Regions from separate parts of the Sus scrofa genome. Here region 2 is linked to region 1. A link is a contact called in public Hi-C data. All regions are on one chromosome and are shown on one strand. The core of a region is the stretch at or near the end of the contact, and the rest is flanking DNA. Distances in the headings are between cores, read along the strand shown. Region 1 has its middle 120 kb from the start of NUAK1. Region 2 overlaps LOC102160723 (a long non-coding RNA gene).

The links. A called contact is a pair of places that touch in the nucleus more often than the background predicts.
Region 2: a contact with region 1 is called in a Hi-C map of liver, with 1.9 times the contacts expected there. A contact is called at or near these places in 1 of 5 promoter capture datasets (liver) and 5 of 47 Hi-C or Micro-C datasets (embryonic fibroblasts, fibroblasts, liver and 1 more).

Annotation. Positions count from the first base shown.
Region 1 is chr5:14,210,334-14,214,452 of Sscrofa11.1, forward strand. No RefSeq gene overlaps it. Among named protein-coding and RNA genes, the nearest start is that of NUAK1, 120 kb to the left of the region's middle.
Region 2 is chr5:14,467,384-14,471,796 of Sscrofa11.1, forward strand. The region is part of intron 2 of LOC102160723 (a long non-coding RNA gene); the gene reads right to left. Among named protein-coding and RNA genes, the nearest start is that of C5H12orf75, 290 kb to the right of the region's middle.

The DNA.
Region 1 (4,119 bases), core at 633-3,132:
GGAAAGATTCTCCCCTAGAGCCTTTGGAAAGGAACACGGCCCTGTGACCATATCGGTTTAGCCCAGTGAAATGAATACATGTGGGTTTCTGACATTCAGGACTGTAAGATAAATAACTTTGTGTGTTTTAAGCCACTAAGTTTTGGTCATCTGTTGCAGCATATGTTATAGGCTACTGATATAAACTCAGTTGGTATTAGGCAGAAATGCCCCTTGTTGCTGCTGTGGTATCATAGATGTGGCTCGGATCTGTTGTTGTTGCAGCTGAAGTCTTGGCCAGCAGCTGCAGCTCCGATTTGATCCCTAGCCTGGGAACCTCCATATGCTGCAGATGCGGCCCTAAACAACAATAATAGTAATAATAATAATAATAATAATAATAATAATAATAATAATAATAAATACTAATTTAAAATTTACTTTGTTGCACCAGTCACACGTCAACTGCTCAGTAGTCACACATGGCTTGTGACTGCCCGTTGACAATACAGATGTGGGGTATTTTGATCGTCTTAGAAAGGACAACTGGATGGCACTGGGCTGGACATGGGGGAAGTCATAGGAACTCCATTAAAAGCCAGGGAGTATCAGCCATGTCCTCCAGCCAGACAGTACCACGTTGGCAGTTTATCCTCCATCTGAGTGCTGTGTTTACAGTTCTAAATGTATTTTGTCCCGGGGGCCATGGGACAGAGATGAGATGGATGCCTTCCAATCCCAACATAACCCAGCAGGGACAAAGGTCTAATAGACCGGCAGACCGAAAGGGGAACTAGAAGATGGGGGCCCAGCTGTCCAGGACCAGAGAATGCCAGACCCAGCACCCACTGAGATTCTCGACCCCCAAAGAGATTTGGGGGGAGAAAAAGTGGTGACGTCCTTCAGAAACATAACTCAGACAACAGCTGGGTTTCTGGAAACACTTGAGATGCAGATAAGATTGGCTTGAAAGCTCATTCCATTCTCCAGGCAGTCCAACTCTCTTCTCCAGACTTCTGAGTATTCTTGCCATCCTCCTGGCCCTTTTCCACCTTAAGAATAACCTCTCTCAGCTACGGAAACCCAGAGCTGACGTTCAGTTCCCACCTTGATTGTGATACAAAGCATCCTGCCTTGCCCCCGCCCCACCCCCACAAGTGTTTGAGAAGCCGTGAAGGGACTGGATCCTGAAGTCAGTCTGCCTAGACCTCCTGTCACTTACTGGCTTTGGGACCTTGGACAACTTCCCTAACTCCGCTGTGCCTCTGTTTCCTCATCGGGAAATCTGAAACAATAATGAAGTTGCTGTGGGGATTACAGGGCTTGATTTGTGAAAATTCCTAGGAGAGTTTCTGGCACAGAATAAGTCCTTAGAAGGGGTTGGTTAATATTTGCAGGTATATTGACAATCCCGGGTTCACAGAGGAAAAGTGGCACCCTGCCATAAACAAATCAAATAGCCAATTAGCCATTCCTGGCTAATTACATCTGTTCGGCTTCTTCCGCAAAAGGTTCTAATTAACCCCCGACTGTCTGGGGTATCTGTCTCCTGGTCTTCGCTTCTTTTTCTCCTTGCTTTGGCAGGGGGTCCCCAGAGTCGGGGTCCTGGCTGGCTGTAGCAGGGTATGGAGGTTTACAATGCAAGTCCCTGACAGCAATTTTACAAGAAGTTTTTTTTTTTTCCCCAGCTCAGATTTACTACTCTTGGTGTGTCTATGCCAGGGGGATTTCAGGCTAAAAGAGCCATCGTTATCTATTTCAGAGGAAGTGGGAGATGGGCGCTTCCAGACACTGTCTGTGCGCAGTCGGCTGCGGCTGTGAGTCAGTCATTCCTTGTCCCCTTTCTGCAGAGTCAAGGCAGGGGGCTGGCCTGGAGCTGGTCGAAGATTTATTTTAGAGTGTTGCTTAAGCCCAGTGCAAGCACCACGCTTCAGAGAGAGAAGACAAAAGAATCTCCATGAGCAAACATGGGAGGACTTGGCATTGATCTTAGAGTCCAAAGTCTCCAGCTTTGCCCCTTCCCGCTCTGTGACCTTGGGCAAATTACTTCACCTCTCTGGGCCTCAGTGTCCTTCCATGCAAAACGCAGTAGCTCTCTGGCTGCTACCGCAGTTCAGCCTGCTGCTGTATTTAAAAGACGATAGTGCATTTACTAAGCCTGGTATGCAGTGTGGGCTCAATAGGCAGCAGTTTTAACTTATCCAGTGCTCAGAACATTACAGTGAGGTAGGTGCTATTGCCCCATCTGAGCCAATCCCAGAGCTCACAAGCTGATGTACTTTGGAGCCAGGATGACAGCCTCACAGAGTCCACGTGTTTTGATTTTCTTTGTCTCTTACGTGAAATGCCCGAATGTATTCTTTTTGGAAAAACTCAATAATTCAAAAGCATAGAGAGGGAAGAGGGAAGTTTTCCCTTACGTGCTGACCGCACTCTCTTCCTCAGAGATACCCCACTATTAATAGTTCATTCTGGATGAGTGTTGTCCATTTTCTATGGAGTTCCATAGTTTTCACCTCACTTTAAAAATCTATCATCTATCGATCGATCCATCTAGCCAGTTCTGTGACTCAATTTTTGGCACTTAGCTTTATGTCTTGGAAATTTTTCCATATATATACAAAACTTTGTATTATGTTGGGAAACCACATTAAGAGTCCATAAAAATGACTGTGTGATAGATTATGTAATCTGATTTATTAATGGTTTCTCTATTGAAAATGTTTGGATTGTTTGTCGTGCTTCACCTTCGAACTTCATTTGGTGTTAGTGTAACAGGACTTTAAATTCTGATGTAATTGTATCTGTCAGTCTTTCCCTTACAGCTTCTGAGTTTTGTGTCTCATTTAAGAAGGACTTCTCAGAGTTTCCATCATGGCGCAGTGGAAACAAATCTGACTAGGAACTATGAGGTTGCAGGTTCCATCCCTGGCCCAACTCAGTGGGTTAAGGATCCGGCGTTGCCACGAGCCATGGTGTAGATTGCAGACACGGCTTGGATCCCATGTGGTTGTGGCTGTGGTTGTGGCTGTGACTGGCAGCTGCAGCTCCGGTTTGATCCCTAGTCTGGGAACCTCTATATGCTGCAAGTGCAGCCCTAAAAAGCAACAACAACAACAAAAAACGCCTTCTCCCCAGTCTTGAGGTTGTAAAAATACCCTCCTTCTATGTTCTCTTCTGGTATAACTAAAACCCCATCATGATCCTAGAAGTGGGGCCCAAAACATTGTCACTTAAGAGGCGGGGTTGGTATTATAACCCTGAAGGTGAGAATTAATTGTCAATCACTGATCGCGCTATATCTGAATTCATTTGTTATGAGGCATACCCTTCAGTTGTTTTTTCATGCTGAAGTCTAAAGCATCTGGGATCTATTATTTTGAATAATGTTGAGTAGGATCTAATTTTATTTTCTCCCTTGTAAATTAACAAGTGTGTCAACACCATGTATTGGATTGTCTTTTCTTCCTTTCTGATTTAAATTGTCACCTTAATCTATAAAGTATGGTATATCTCTCTATTTGGGTCTGTTTCTGGAACCCCCTGTTCCAGTAATATATTTTTAGGCTGAATCATATTCATCCTTCTATTTTGTTCAATCAGGCTGTACTGGAGCCCATACTGCATTGGCAAAAAGTAAGTGTTCAAATAGTACAAGAAATATTTTTGAATGAGTTAATGTAATGAATTACGACAATAGACGTCTTACTTCACGATGTATTTCTTTTATTACAGTGCTAAATCTGATCTGTTAATATTTATTTGGAACTTAGCATCTATTTTAGTGAATATGGACGGCCGTTTTGAATTTGTCTCCTCTCCTTGTTTAGTTTTGGCACCAGTGAACCGTTCCTGGCTTTTCCACCAGATCACACCTCCCCTCCGTTGCATTTTGACATATGTTAGTGACACATTTTGTACCGTCTGTCGTGACAGACCTATAGCGCTGGAGCATCGGTGAGAGGCTCTAAATAAAGGAAAACTCAGATCTCGATCCTGGATGAAATCACTGGAGCGGGGGTGTAGGTTGCTTTTTTCTCCTCTCTGTATTGGCCTGATTTTCTCCTCCTATAGATAAGTTAGCTCCCTGTGGTGCAAGAAGATGACCACTATGAAGCCATAACAGCGCATCCTCCCACG
Region 2 (4,413 bases), core at 1,913-4,412, 260 kb after region 1:
CACAGGATGGAGAACAGATGGGATGTGGGAACGTCAAGCAGGAAATTAGGACAAAGGCCTAAGAGAGAGAAGACAGTGATTTGGACTAGCTAGATAAGCGGTGGTGGAGACAGAGACAGGGGGATGGTTCTGTAAGACTTTCAGGCATTGAAAGGGGGATTTGTGATGGATGAGATGTGAGATGAAAGATAAGTAAGGCTCTAAGGGAGGATATGTTTGAGTAGATTTTCAGTGCCAGGCTGCGGGCTTGGCCATCGTTTACATTTCCTACTGCAGATCTCAGGGATGGGGTCAGATGGGGAGGGCATTCAGATTCTGGCTCTAAGCAGTAGCTCAAGGTGAGGGGTGGGGGAGTGGGGAGAACCAGCAAAGGCAAAAAGGATTTCACCTGGCCCCAGTGTGGGGGTTGGTTCGGAAGAGCTGCTAGACACCGAGGTGCCGGGGAAGATGGAAACAAAGGCGAGCATAATGAGGGTGGGCTTCTGCTGAGGCCTGAACTGAACCTTGGAAGATGAGGAGGCCTCAGATAAGAACAGAGGTGGAGAAAGGATCCCGGCAGGAGAACGTGGCACCTGGATGATGACAAGGGAAGAAAAAGTCTGTTGAGGTGCTTCCTCTAAGCCTTCGTTTCCTTTAAGCTAAGAAGCAAGACAAGCTGGGCATGTTACAGATACTACTTCCATGACACTTTAAAATCTATGGCTGAGGATGTGAATCTGTACAAAGATGCAAGAACTGGCCTCTCTGGAGACCAGGTAAGGCATTTGGGCTTTCAGAGTTCAAGGCTGTGTGCTGAAGGTCCGGGATGGCAGCTATTTTAAATGACAGCTGAACTTTGACTTCCATGAGCTGCATGAACACATTTTGAGAGTCTCCTTATGGCAGAATTTAGTGCACCAAATTCTGGAAGTAGAAAGATGTTAAGATGTCAAGGTGTGGCCTCTACGTAGTGTGTCTTAGTAGCTACAAAACGTTGTAAGTTCAACTGTAATATTAATAATGCACCTAAGCCTTTGAAGGTATAAAGTGGTCAAAACAGGAGTTCCCACTCTGGTGCCTCGAGTTAAAGATCCAGTATTGCTGCAGCTATGGTGTAGGTCACAGCTGTGGCTCGGATTAAATTCCTGGCCCAGGAACTTCCATATGCCATGGGTCTTGCAAAAAAAATAAAATAAACTAATAATAACAATAATAATTAAATAGTCAAAATAATAATGGAAACACTCGCCTTGGACAAAAATGAAGATATGAGATCAGTCTGTCATAAAGTGCAGTCTCCTTAGCCCAAAAGTATACAGATCACAGGGGAGAGGCTTCTAAAGTACAGATTTTTGTTCCCACTCAGCTTACAGAATCAAACACTCTCAGGGTAGAGGCTGAGAATCAACATTTTAAACAAGTTCCTAGTGCTTTTTAATGCCCAGTAAAAGCACCATTTTGTTAAGCCAGGAATGAATCTGGATATTAGAAAAGTTAAACCTTTCTGTTATTCTTTGGTCCTTTTTCTGGAAAAATACATAAATAATTAATGCAACCCAAACAAAAAACCTTGTGTATCCAGCTTCAAGATTAGGATCCTAAGTAGTCAAGAGAGAGCAAATTTACAAGATTAAAACTTCTTTCCCCCTTCCCTTGCCTACACATCTATAGGCCAGTGCTAATCGTGGGCCTTCCATGTGGTTGGTTATGCTGCCGAGTAATCACGTAAAATACAAGGCACGGTTACTCCATGTGTGGCTTCTTATCAGTTTGGAGCACATACATTTCAATGTGATTCAATGTGAAATCAGCCTCGAGGGTGCTTTTCTGTGGCATCTGTACATATCTAATTTGGAAGGAAACATGTCCCTTTGGGCTAAGAGAAGATACCAATATTTCGATGCCATTTTGCTTTGTTCATGTATGTCTTTCTGCTTTTCCCCTTCGCCACATTAAATTGTTTAAGAAGGTGAACCCATTTCATAAGGAAGAGTTCGCTCACATTTTAACTGAGCAGAAGCCGAGTTCAGCCTTTGCCGAGAGAGCCTTGCCCTACGCGGCCTGGGTCAGGAATGGGAAGGCAGAAAGCCAGTGCTGGGCTTTAAGACGGACAGGGAGAGAGGGCTGAAGAAAAAGAAAGAGAAGTCAAAACCTTCCAGGCTTATCCGCTCCATCTACTTCCTGCCTATAACACACATGGGGGGTTAATTCCTGGGAGGCAGGAAAAGACTCACCGTGCATTAAAATTAAACCGTGTGGAGAACAAGTAAAATTCCAAACAAATCCCAAAGCAATGTGCGTGGAAAGAGCAGAGGCCCCTGAAAAATGCTGCACTCAGATGTCTAAGCCTCACAGAGGCCTGGACTGGCAGAACCTTGGAGCTCAAGAGATCCAGAGAGAGGGCCCGCCTAGGACAGAGGATGAGCATGAACCCCAGAGCGGTGCCCCTCTTCCCCCCTGCCCCCCCCACAGCAAGTCAGTGGCAGAACTGGTCCCCACAGGGCACTGCTGACTTTGAGCCCCCCACCTGCCTCTGCCCATCCAAGTTTTAGATGATTTCCCCACTATGTGGTCCAAACGGAACCCTTTCTGTCCAATGAGTGACCCAAAGAGGGCTGTCTCATCACTGCTCCCCAAGTAAGCCGGTGGCCTAGCCTCATGAGGCAACAACATCATTGCACGCTGTGTCTCCTAAGTCTAAAAACCAGCCAGCCTCTAAGATGACAACACATCCCCGGTCTATTTTTTTCAGCGGCCTTTCAAAGCTCCAGGCCTGGCTTTGGGGCAGGAGGGTCCGTGTGCATATGTGTGTGCATGCGTGAGTCTGAAGGGGTAGAGGCGAGGGGAAAGCCCGCTGTGTGCACGCGTGCCTGGAACAAGCTTTGATCCGCATCGTGCACCGCCCAGTGAAACAGCCTGTAACCAGCAGTGCCTCTGGAGCCTGATCCAGCAGCCATGGGCGCTTTTTTTAGATGACCAAATACCTTTGCCATGAGACCACTGCACTTGCCGGAGGGGGCGGTCCCCTCATCAGTCACCTGCTGTCATTCTTTTCAGGGGGCCCAGGACACTCCAAGGAGCCTTAATCAGGCTCTGATTGGGCCCTTCAGCTTCTTGACAGGGCTTTCCCAGGTGAACGGGAGACAAATGTGGTTTCTCATTTATGTTTCTTATCACGGGTCTATAGGGAGGGAATAACAAGGGCCCAGGAGCCCATTAAAAGCCTGCGCTGAGGGTGGGGAGGGGAAGGGAGGGGAGGTTAGGGGAGAAAAACCTGGGAAAGTGGGGAATAAAAATAATAGCCAGCACTTGATTCAACTATTTTATAACAAGTTAAAATCAGACGTCTTCCAGGTCTAAATGGATCCTGCAGTCCCATAATTAAATGGGGAAAACGAAGCTGTTTCATGCCTTATGCTCCCTTTGATCGTTGTTATTTTTGTGACTAATGTGTAACCGGAGCTTCTCGTTCTGGGGCCGGAGCCTCGGAGCCTCGCAGGGGCAGCTGCCGAGAGAGAGCGCCGGGTGTCCCGTTGTCAGCCTGCGAGGGCTGCCTCAGGGCGGGAGCCTGACCCGGCCCCAGTCAAACCGCAGCAGAAGCAGAGCCCAAGAGAAGCACCTGCCTCTGTCTGCCTTTTCTTCTTGTTTCCCAGGTGCTCCCTCCTCGAGGACTCTCCCGGGAACTGGTGTTTTTTCCCTTGAAGGGAAGGGATGGGGGCATTTAAATGACGTGCAGAAAACGGTCTCTCAAGCCACAAAGAAGGTGACCTCTGAAAGCTCGTGATTGAATTTTCTCTCCCTTTGGTACCTCATCAGTTTCTATTCCTCTCTGCTCTCCTCCGTCCATGTATGCAACACACACACACTCTGAGCATGAGCGTGCATGTACACACAGGTGGAAGCTCTATGGATCTTTCTAGACTAAGGAAGCACCGTCACACTGAAAGGTAAAATCTGTTCATTAACACAACTTCCTCCTCATTTCCTAAGGAATCTGAGCCTGGTGATTCACTAGAGCGCCCTCAGGTGGCACTACATTGTAACACCACTCAAGCCTATGGAAAGGAGGATGATGTGAGAAAAAGAATGCATATATATGTATAACTGGGTCACGCAGCTGTACAATAGAAACTGAAAGGACACTGTAAGTCAACTATAATAGAAAATTTTTTTAAAATAATATGACCTGGTATGATGTTACCATCATAATTCCATTTATCATTTTAAAATGATGTGTGTCACAGAAACAACCAACTTTCCTGGTCGATTCCATTATAATAAACTTTCCTCAGATCTTTCAAAAAAAAAAAAAGAATACCTTTAAGCAGTGTCACCACTTTTCTTTCTTTTTTTTTTTTTTTTTTTTTTTTGGCTTTTGTCTTTTTTAGGGCTGTACCCATGACATAAGGAGGTTCCCAGGCTAGGAGTCCAATT